Regions from separate parts of the Mus musculus genome. Here regions 1 and 2 are each linked to region 3. Evidence: chromatin contacts called from public promoter capture Hi-C data. All regions are on one chromosome and are shown on one strand. The core of a region is the stretch at or near the end of the contact, and the rest is flanking DNA. Distances in the headings are between cores, read along the strand shown.

Evidence for each region. Promoter capture Hi-C pulls out the DNA fragments that hold promoters and counts their contacts.
Region 1: a contact with region 3 is called in a promoter capture Hi-C map of liver, with 2.2 times the contacts expected there. The contact joins the enhancer-like site here to the promoter of Akap11 in region 3. A contact is called at or near these places in 2 of 39 promoter capture datasets (both in liver), 1 of 115 datasets of contacts at active chromatin or transcription factors (embryonic stem cells) and 1 of 9 other capture datasets (embryonic stem cells).
Region 2: a contact with region 3 is called in a promoter capture Hi-C map of embryonic stem cells, with 2.3 times the contacts expected there. The contact joins the enhancer-like site here to the promoter of Akap11 in region 3. A contact is called at or near these places in 5 of 39 promoter capture datasets (embryonic stem cells, liver and stem cell-derived epiblast-like cells), 1 of 484 Hi-C or Micro-C datasets (embryonic stem cells), 4 of 115 datasets of contacts at active chromatin or transcription factors (all in embryonic stem cells) and 1 of 9 other capture datasets (embryonic stem cells).

Annotation. Positions count from the first base shown.
Region 1 is chr14:79,033,364-79,037,056 of GRCm38.p6, reverse strand. The region is part of intron 20 of Vwa8 (von Willebrand factor A domain containing 8); the gene reads right to left. Among named protein-coding and RNA genes, the nearest start is that of Gm30970, 100 kb to the left of the region's middle. Within about 2 kb of position 2,251, at least 31 of the 459 cell types and tissues checked have an H3K27ac peak or open chromatin away from gene starts, as enhancers often do. A contact at or near this core is called in liver, where this site is marked.
Region 2 is chr14:79,016,163-79,019,460 of GRCm38.p6, reverse strand. It overlaps Vwa8 (von Willebrand factor A domain containing 8), which reads right to left. Exons shown (of 45, transcript NM_027906.1): 18 at 748-854. Among named protein-coding and RNA genes, the nearest start is that of Gm30970, 120 kb to the left of the region's middle. Within about 2 kb of position 1,415, at least 5 of the 459 cell types and tissues checked have an H3K27ac peak or open chromatin away from gene starts, as enhancers often do. A contact at or near this core is called in embryonic stem cells and stem cell-derived epiblast-like cells, where this site is marked.
Region 3 is chr14:78,535,457-78,538,929 of GRCm38.p6, reverse strand. Akap11 (A kinase (PRKA) anchor protein 11) reads left to right here and starts at 2,070. Exons shown (of 12, transcript NM_001164503.1): 1 at 2,070-2,218.

The DNA.
Region 1 (3,693 bases), core at 1,002-3,501, 500 kb before region 3:
TCCTCTCTTAGGAATCGGCTTAGTGTCTCTGTGGATTTCACCCACAAAAACGTAAGCCCAGCACAGAAGCACAGGCCAGGAGAACTACCCTTGCACATCTGCATGTCCATCACAGCAGCATGGGAGCTTTAAATGGCATGCTGGAAGAAACTTAGTTTAAAACAGATAAAATCAGATGATGAAGATGTCTATGGTAAAACTTCCAGTTCTTTTAATTTCAGTAAGCACAGAGAAATGCAAACATCACAGACTCAAGGTAACACCAGACACAGCAAAAATCTAAAAGCTGTTGAGTCCTGAAAAGCATCAGGACCTCCGCCTCCTCATTAGCCATCACGGCAGAGCCTGGGGGCCCGGCAGAGGCCCAGGCTAAGATGCCCCATGCTCAGAGTCCACACTTGGTTGCTCGGCTGCACTGGAGACCCCTGTTCCTGCCAACTGTAGGGATGCGCAGGCCAGGCCGCACTCAGACTCCTGTGCACACCTACAGTCTTTCCTTTCATGCTCAGCAGGACAACACTGCTCTGCATTCCACCACTCAAGGCAAGGACATTAGTATAAATGCGTCTTTTCCCTCCCTCCCCTCCCTTCTTCCTTTCTCAGTTATCAGCTCCATGAGTACACAGGCTGAGAGCTGTCCTGAATGAGCTTGAGATGATAGCATATATGATAACATATATGATAGCATATATAACACTGGGCCATGCTTCATACAAACAGGGTGTAATATACATTATATTGTAGATCATCATGTGCTGTTTAAGCCCATTTAAAGTAAACAGCTGTGGTGGTAAATGTGTTTAGTCCCAGAACGAGAGGGGCAGAGGCAGGCAGATCTCTGTGAGGTAGAAGCCAACTTTGTCTACACAACTAGTTCTAGAACAGCCAGCCAGTGCTAGAAAGAGAGCCCTTATGTCAAGATTCAAAAATCAAAACAAATTTTAAAAGTAGGTGGAGCAAGAAGGCCCTCTTTTGCCCCCTTCAAATCCGCTGTCTTGGGACAGCTGGCCTCCTTACTCTAACAAAAGAAAACTAAAATGAGCTCAAAGGAAAGCAGCTCACCCTTGAGAACAGCCGGAAGCGGGACACTGCTGTTGTTTACCCCATAGAACAAAACGCCTGTGTGGAAGAGGGAAGGCAGAGCTCACTCATGGAGAGATTGCTCCGCTCTGCTGCTCTGCCCGGCCTTCAGTCCAGAAGGGCAGTTTCTGCGAGATGACTCTTAAGTGCCCAGGTGTGGTTGTTACAGTTTCTATATGCCCATTCATACTCATTCCAAGAAACGCAGCAAAGGAAACACTTTATGGAGGCCCCCAGCTGGATGTTTCAATGAGGCTTCAGTTTTTAGAGGATGTTTGTAAGCCCTCAGATTTGATGTTGTTTTTTGTTGTTTGTTTGTTTGCTCTCTTAGTTGGTCTACTCCGGTTGTCTGTGCTGGAGGCTGAGAGCATCGGTTAGCAGTGCGTTGGTATTGAGCGGCTGCTTCTTTCTGCTACTTGCTCTTTATTCTCCTTTGCTTGCTAGATACTTGCAAACCCACTGAAAGTGAAGGCCTGGCTTTCCTGGGTCATTTCCTAAGCAACCAGAACACAAGGGATCACTGCTGAGGTGCCCTGTGAATGTGGCTAAATGAGGCATCCAAGATGCTTTGAGTTTTAACCTGACACCGGGGAAGGTCCAGCACATGCAAGATTTGATTGAAAGTAATCATGAAATTAGAAGGCATGGGGAAGGGGGAGCAGGGGGTGTCCTAGGAGAGAGAGTGCCATAACGGGAGACTTGTGGCTCTGTGGTCCAGAGAGGATCGCAAGAAGTCAAAGACCACACAGAGGTGGAGAAGGGGTTTTAAGGAACAGGCTGTCTAGGGAGGTGGCTCAAAGTGTGGCAGAGGCCAGGCAGCCAAGAATCTGCACTGTTTCTAAGAGCAGCCACTGAGGCAGGGGAGTGGCAGAGTCAGATGTTCAGTTCTGGAAAACTAGTCTGATGGAATGGCAGAGAGAAAGAAGTGAGAGCAAAGGGAAGCAGTGGAGAAACTCTTTAAAGGATTCCATAATGAAGACGGCCTAAGCCCAGGAGCACAGAGAAGTCAACAGACAAAAGAGACAGTCAGGAAACTACTAACATCACTATGGAGGGTATGATGGAGGGTAAGGAGATGAAAAAAGACGTCAGCCTCCATCCTGGGCTGAGAGTGGTAAGAAGAGGCCATTAACTGAGAAAGAAATGGGGGAGGAGACGAGGGGTTGCTGGGTAGGCGAGGGAAGTTTACAAAGGCGGTTTAATTTTGGACATGTTTATTTTGAAGTGCCTGTTTCCCACAGCTGGTTCTTCCTCTTCAATTCACTGTCTTGACTCTAGAGCTGCACACCCTCCTGGGCTGCTAGAAAGGGCCCCGCTTGTCTCCCCACCTCCGCCCTCACCACAGCACAGCACACCCCGTACTTTGTTCGTCTCCTTTCCTAAGCCAGAGATCTCACTGGGTCACTTCCTACTTCACTTTAAGAGGCTCTCACAGTTCCTTCGAGGAAATGCTGACAGAATAATCTAGGAAGGAATTTCTGTAAATATCCTGAGCAAAATGAAACAATTACAGCTGTGTGTTCCTTCTCGTCATAGTTTTGTCTAGAACAGAAGATCCTCAGGAGTGCTTTAATTGAATAAGTACATAAATAATGCCTAATTTTTCTGTCATAAAAATTTCATGCACTCCCTTTTCCCACTGGGAAATGTAGACAATAAGATATTATTCAATATGTAACTGCTAAAACATTACCTGCTAATATTTTCCCTTAATCCCTGTGCAGGTTTATCTTTACTTACTAGCCACTATTCTAGAAATGCAACTTGTCTCTCTTAATAAAAGTAACATACAATAAATTCTTACATAGGTATTGAGATTATATTTGGTGAGTAACACTTTTTGAAAAGGTGAAGGTATTAGAGATCTCATGAAATCAGCTCTTTTCTCTCCATCATCGTCCTGCTGAGCCCTTCAGGACAGCGCACTAGAAGGAGGTGGCCTCAGAAGGGCCGGACTCAAAGGGCTGGAGTAACAGAGGATATGAAGCTCACAGGCAGAACTCAAACCAAAGGCCGGAATGCCACAATCTTCCAGCTTGGGGAGCTCGGGAGCTCGGGGCCACAGCTTTAAGAACTTTGATATATTCTGGGATCACATAAACTTATAGGACTTATTATTTTAGTTAAACTGTGTACTTGGGCAACTAAACCCCTTGTAGAAGACGAAAGGGATCTAGGGCTGCTTTCCTGAACACTCTATTTGTATTCTATCACAGAGGGAAAAGAGAAAAAGAACAGGAGAAAAGGGCTACGAAGAGTAGAAGTGAGGCCGAGGGAAATTCATCCAGAAATGGCTTTGGGCCCTGAGACTGAAATGTGAGACTTCACATCCGTGACAGGGACTTGAAGAGGCCCCTCAGCAAAGCAGCCTGGGGTTGACGTTTGCTCGCTTCACTGCTGTGGGTTCTGTCAGCCTCCTGTCTCCAAAACGGCTGACTACAGGGCTCATCCTATCTCATCTGCTATTTTCTAGCCCCCTCCCCCCAGCTTTCTGGTCAGATGTCCTCATCTCTCTGCAGCTTAGCCTGACTATGCTGTTTTCTCTCCTCCAACCCTCAGCTCAGAATCACTCCTCTATCCTTCTAGATCATGGCCATGCCCTAGAGGACACCA
Region 2 (3,298 bases), core at 166-2,665, 480 kb before region 3:
ACAAGGACTTCTACTAAGAAGGGAAATTTTCCCTGTGTTCTAACTGAAGGACAGAAAACTTTTAGAGTGTTCTGTCTTCCCCAGTTCAAGCTTCTCCTCCTGGGTAGGCAGAAGAGAGGTGGCTCTGTGGGTGAATGAGGGACCAGAGGGGACTCTCATTACATTAGTCTATGTCACCCTAGAAAATGCTCCGTGACATGCTCCAAAAGGAAACTTGGCAGCCCTCAAAATGCAAATGTATGACGAAAACAGAATTCTCGTCTGTATGGTAAAACACATTTGCAAAGACATATATCTGTCAAAATTAGACAAGTTAATTTACAACAGAAACTTCTAAAACCTTTAGTATGTTAGTATCAAACTGACTCTTGGCACGCATGCAAAGTGGGGGCAGGGGTTTGTCTAATATTCATTGAAAGAAGTGATATTTAAAAAATGGCTTCAGACTGGTTTTTATTATTTGTTTGGCTTTGACTTTGGCTTTTGTTTTTGGAGACAGGGTTTCTCTTGTTATAACAACCCTGGCTGTCTTGAACTCACTTTGTATACCAAGCTGGCCTTGAACTCACAGCATGCACAACTATGTCTGACCACAGATTTGTTTCTTAAAGAAAGGAATACAGATTCACTTGTTAAGTACAATACACAAAAAACGAAATGGATTTAACAAGAGCTTTATTGAAAGCTCTCGGACCAAGTGTTTGGTCATTGTTATGTAACCTTCACTTAGCCAAGTCAAGTACTTACACTTGTAATTCTCCAGCTCTGGCTCCAGGCTGTCCTCAGTGTTTGTTTCTATTGCCGCATCTGCCAGATTCTTCTCCAGTGCAGACTGAGCAAGGCTTGGTAAGAACCTAGTAAGGGATGGAGGACCGTGAGGAAAGCAATGCTTCCTTCAGTTCTCAAGTGTCTTTTAACACACACTCCTTCACTAATTGCAACCGATTAAGGAAAAACTGTGTGTAAAGCATATGTTACTGTAATCTTTAATAACTAAGCTTATATGTAATACCAATATTCATTTATATACATTCTGCAGATTATGATGAAAACTTGGGCTTTCATAAGTGGATTTTGTGTACTTCCTGTTTATTGTGAAATTGTATATTGTAGCATATCAAATTTTTCCTAAGTGAATAAAACAGCAATATTCCAGCCTGCTCTAAGGTGGCAAACACAAATTTAAATCAGCAGAAGTAGGTTAATGTGGTTTTCCTTACTTTTTAAACATAAATTACAGAAAGATCATTCATTTTTGTGTTTCCTTCCATTATGGAATCTCTTTCTACCTATTTTATTGTCAAAATAACAATCTGTGTGCCACAAGACACTCTTCAACTACAAAGACACTGTAAGTACTGTGGCTTGGAACAGTTTTCTGCTACATCCACTCCAGTGAAGTCTGCTTGACAGGCCGAGAGGCCTGGAAGCACTCACAAGGCAAGGAAACTCGCCTCCTGGAACCTTGGCATTCCCACACGTTTCTTCACTAGGCTCAAAGAAGCAACATAAATCAGGCATTTACTAAGAACCCCTGGTGGTGGGCTTAACAATAGACTAGCATTACACCTGGCTCCCTTCTTAGTGATTAAAGTGGCCTGGTCCCCGCCATCTTTTGATGTATACATTCCTTTTGCTTTGTGTCACTGTAACTTGGTGGATGTGTCTCTCGCCTGGTTTCTTGTTATTCTTCTGTATAAAAAGTTTGATGCTTGATTTGAAAAATTACACTTAGATACAACACACTTTCTCCTGTTGTCTTTGTCATTCGCCCACTCCTTCACCCACTTGCCATCAGAGACCCGTTCTGTGCAGATAGGAGACCCAAAAAAGGGGGTTAGTCTGCGGGAGTTTTCCTTCTGCACAAAGTTATGTTTAGAATTTATGATCCTGGTTAACTCACAGGAAGGAACTTCAGTCAGTGATTGCCTATTCTATGCTAGTATAAAGCAATCATCAGGTAATGCAGTGTCCCAAATAAACAAGTGCAGAAAACACCATCCAAATTTAGGTTTACATAGTACTAAACCTTGCACATGCTCCCTCAGACTTGAGAACAAACCCCTAATAGTACAAAGGATGGCATAAGCCAGAGGCATGTGAATGAGAGAGTGTAAAACACTGGGGGACTAGGGGGATTATGAGTCCCTGTCCCCATAAGATTCTGAGCCACAGACCTGACACTGTGTCTTACCTACTGCCTCCCTTGGGTCCTATAAGATCATGGGGAAGTTTACATACCTCTAGGTTTTTATCTTATCAATTCACAAGTCATCACATGTCTTAGATCATGGCTTTGCTGTTCAAAACCAAGCCCCCACCTTATCTACTGAGCCCATTACAGGGTTTCCATCCTGTTTCTTGAGCTTTTGACCTGGCATCATGCACAACATTCTTCTCACAGTTGCCCCCCGAGCCTGGGAATATTGGGCCCTTCCTGGGCCTTTTTACTATTCCCTGTTAGATCACCTGGACTGATACCTAGCACTCACAAGCTTTGACTTGTCTGCTGATCTCCACAGTGTCTACTAACACATCTCAGACTGGCCCTATATGGGAACACTTCTGGTCTTGTCCAAAGACTAGAGGATAAAAGACTTGAGAAGAGAGATAGTAATACTAGGTCTAAAGGAACAGATGAGGACCTATACCAGTAGTGCTGGCAATGGGGGGTCTGAGGCACAAAGACAGCAATAAGGGCTAGCCAACTTCACAGGGACACCTTGTTGAAAGAGTGATATAACATGCTTTAGCAGTACAATGGATATCAAAGAGTCTTATTTATAATGTATAAGAAATTAATTTATACTGGTGATTGGAACTGATAATTTTCAAGTGGTATTATAAGACTTAATATAGTCTAGTCTACCTGGTAAATGTAGTTTGTAATCTGGGATTATTTGTTATATGTGCAATTTATTAGTTTCAAAGCTTCAAGGTATTAAGTTTAGGCAGTTCTACAAATGGAATTCAGTATTTTTCCAAGGCCTTTAAATACAATTATTAAGATCTAGTAGACTTACAGTCAATGAACCTAACTAAGAGAAAAGCCCAAAGAAGTTTTTAAACATAGCCTTAAAAAAAAAAGAATCAGTTTTTAAGACAAAGCTGTCTCTAGGTAGTCAGTCTCTATTCCTGGAGACAGTAAAATTTTCATGTTGACTGCTAAACACTGGGTATGATTAGTTATCAGGCTTATTTTAAAATTAATTATATAACCATTTACAAAGTAGAAATATTATACATACTATTAATTTTATATCATTTGAAATTTTATTTTATTTTTTATTTATTTATT
Region 3 (3,473 bases), core at 821-3,320:
GTGTTAACTTTCAGATGTTGTCTTGTTTTGATCAGGCTCATGGCACTGTTGTGGATGTAACATAGATTCACAGTGGCTCCAGAGGAAGGGACCATGGGGCTGAGCAGGTGGCGCTACTTCCGTTTTCACACCCTGAGGCCAGCATTTCTGAGGAAAGCATTCCTGGTATCTGGCTCACAGTCACAGTCTCTCAGTTGGTGTGTGAGGTCCGATTTCACTTGGCCTGCTCAGCCCGCTGACTCTTGAGTCTTTCAGAAAAGTTCATTTCCCTCTCCAGCTTACTCTGCCAGGGCAAGCTTGACAAAATGGAATTCAGTCTTAGCCAGCCTGTGTGGAGACCAAATGGCCTTGTTTTATGTACAAGGAAGTTGAAACTCAGGACCATAAAGAGGCTTGCTTTGTGCTTGTTACTAGTTAGTTAGTGGAGTGTTTACATCCTCATTTCTTTTGTTTTTAATTAAACTCTTTTCTTTTCTTTTTCAGCCTCCAACCCCTCTTTTCTAATCTTACTCCAATAAATATCTACAAAGAACACCATTTTATGTTTGTTTAGAGTTAACTTAGAGATGCGGCTACCTGTGTAGTGAAAATGGAGGACAGAAAGCCAAAGGCAAGAGGCCTCTCAGGCCATTCGCTTCTCAAGTAGTTTAAAACAACAAAATGATAAAAAAAAAAAAAAATCTACATATTTTAAATACAAGTCAGCAGCCAGCGCTTAGGGCTCTGACTTAACACATTTTGGAGACTGTCAAGGTCATTGGAAATTGGTTCTCACAGGATTGTCTTTTACCTGGACGAGTTCCTTGTTGTTTCAGCTTCCGTAAAATTCACTCTCTACAGGGAAGAGCTTACTAGTTTTTTGTTTTTTTTTTTAAACTAATTGTTATTGTTCCCCCCTTTAAGAGGTCAAAGCTTTTCATTGTAGACTAAACTCCCAGTTCTTTTCTTGGTTGATGAAGCAGTAAGGGATCTAGCCTCTATTATCATCCCAAGTTTATTTCTTGTTATTCAAATGTGCTAGATTAGATCCGGATTTGGGGCTTGTGAATTATTCTACTTTCTGCTAGCGATGTAGGGCTGCTATCCAAATCACTGCCTGAATCTTTCCTCCCACAAGGGCACCACCCCCAAGCAGTGGCCCAATTGTAACCACCACCATCAGATGATGATAATCTGCGAGTTAACACCTACAGATATCCACCCCCTCCCCCAACCCGGCCCCAGCTCTCAACAACCTAATCTATTTGTCTTCATAGTGTTCAATAGACAACCTGGAATTATGCCTAAAACGTGTAAGGAAAGCAGCCAAAAGCTGTTGAAGAGAACGAAGATATGACTGTACTCTTTCTTGTCTCTCTCCCCTAAAGAGGATAAAACAAATAAGGAGCATCTACTTCAAAATGTCCTTCTCATCTCTCGGCCAGTTTGAGGACCGTATGTCCTTGAGGAGACCATGCAACATGACTGCACCGATTCCTCTGATTTAAACAGGAATCACACAGCTTGTCACCCAAGGCTAGGCTTCTTGGTGGTCAAAGCCTTATTTTCCAATTTCAATGGCCCGTGGGGTTGGGAAGTGCACTGCCCTTTAGACTGACTCCAGAGGTTCCGATTGGGCCCAAGGCTTCCTCAGTGGTTTCCCCTGATGATGTTGGGAACCGGGCAGACCCATTCTGAAGGATGGGCTGTGTCTGGACCCCTGATGTCGTGGGCTGCCACTGGCTGTGGGAAACCAGCCCCAGGAAGGTCTAAGGGTGGCGGATGGGATGCCAGCATCCTGGGCTCGGGCGCTTGCCAGAGGAAAGGGTTAAGCCGTTCCCAAGGCAACGCACCAGGAAGCGCGCAAGACGTCAGCCGAGAGTTCGTAGGTCAGCTCGAGGTTTAAAGCTCCCACGGGCCGAGGGCCGCCTGGCCAATGGAGAGGGCGCCTCCGCGTCACGTGACGGGCGACCCGCAGCTTTGCCCTCCAGAGCACGTGGGAAGATATTTTCCCCCCACCCCTTGTTCCTTTTGCGCGGGCTCGGCCACGGGGTCGTTCTCGCGAGAGGTGCGACGGCTCTCGCGAGAGTGAGTGGGCGGCGTGGGGAGGCGGCGGCGGTGGCGTCGCGGGCTGGGGCGGGCGAGGGGGAGCGCCGCTGCGCTGCGGCTCGCGCCACCGGGCGTTGCGGGCCGTGACGGGAGGCTGACATGCCCGGGAGCTGAGAGGCTGTGCCGCCTGGTGAGCGGGGCAGGGAACCGGGAGCCAGAGGGCCGGGTCCAGACTGCGGCCGGGCGCCGTGGCCTCGCTGCGTGGGGCGCGGGCGGGAGGACGGTGCACTTTGTCCTCCGCAGCAGCATCCTTCCCTGTCAGCGTCCGAACCCAGGTCCCCGGCGCTGCCCTAACCCCAGATGCCGCTGTTTGCATCGCTGTCACGTCGCCTCCAGGCTGGCCAAGCATCCGAATTGCGCTATCAAATAGAAAATGGGCTGGCCAGACCACAGTGACAGTACAGTCTAAACCCCTGGTATAGCTTGGTGACAGTCCTTTAGCTCTGCCTACGGTCTTTAAAAAGAAAAGAAAAGAAAAAAAAACCCTATTAGTTGGAGGTGGCTTAGCTTTAGGCATTAAGGCATTTTGCGGTGAGCAATACTGCTGAGACACATCGCTAATGGCCTTGGCGCATACTGGAGTTAATATTCGCAGTTCTTTTATAGCCTTGTGATTATCCATTTGCTTCTAAATCGCTTGTTTTCCTTTGCATCTTTCTCACCTTGTTAGCAGTGTTATTTATATTGGTACTCAATTTTGTTATGTATGAAAATATATAAAATAAGGGCATCAGGAAAGATGGAGTATTTATTCATGCAAAGGTGATTTTGTTTTAATGTCTTTGTGTTTGCTTGGTGTGTGTGTGTGTATGTGTTGGTGTGTGTGCTGGTAAAAGGCAGCCTAGTATGATTGATGTCATTTTCAATAGTCCCACCTAATCTTTCAAACTATAGAAGCATTTTTTTCAAGGAATAACCTGGTTATTCATACTTGATTGTGTTTTCCAGGCAGGATTGTGAATCATAGGTTGGCAGTAAATTAAGCAATTAGTTGTGTAGTTAGTAACTGACTTATGAGGGATGAAGGGATATGAGGGAATTGGGGAAGACGTGGGTTTATAAGCTGAGCTGTGGCTAATGTAGATAGCTACAGAACTGCTCAACTGATCTGCCTGGAAAGGAATTGGCAGTATATACTCTGTGCCCAGTGATGTTTCTCAGTTGTTGAAGATTCTGAAGTTGGAGGCCCAGAACTGTAGTGAGAGATTTGCTAGCCTTCTCAAGCCTCTGAATTCCAGGGCTTCGTCAGGGAAACAGAAGAAAATCCTTTGGGAGAAAGGATGGTACATTTTATTTTAATTCCAAAGACTTAGTGTCTGGGAAAGGAACTCAGCCAATTCCGATCATAATGCAGCAGGTTGTGTAAAGGGAAATTTCCAGCTATA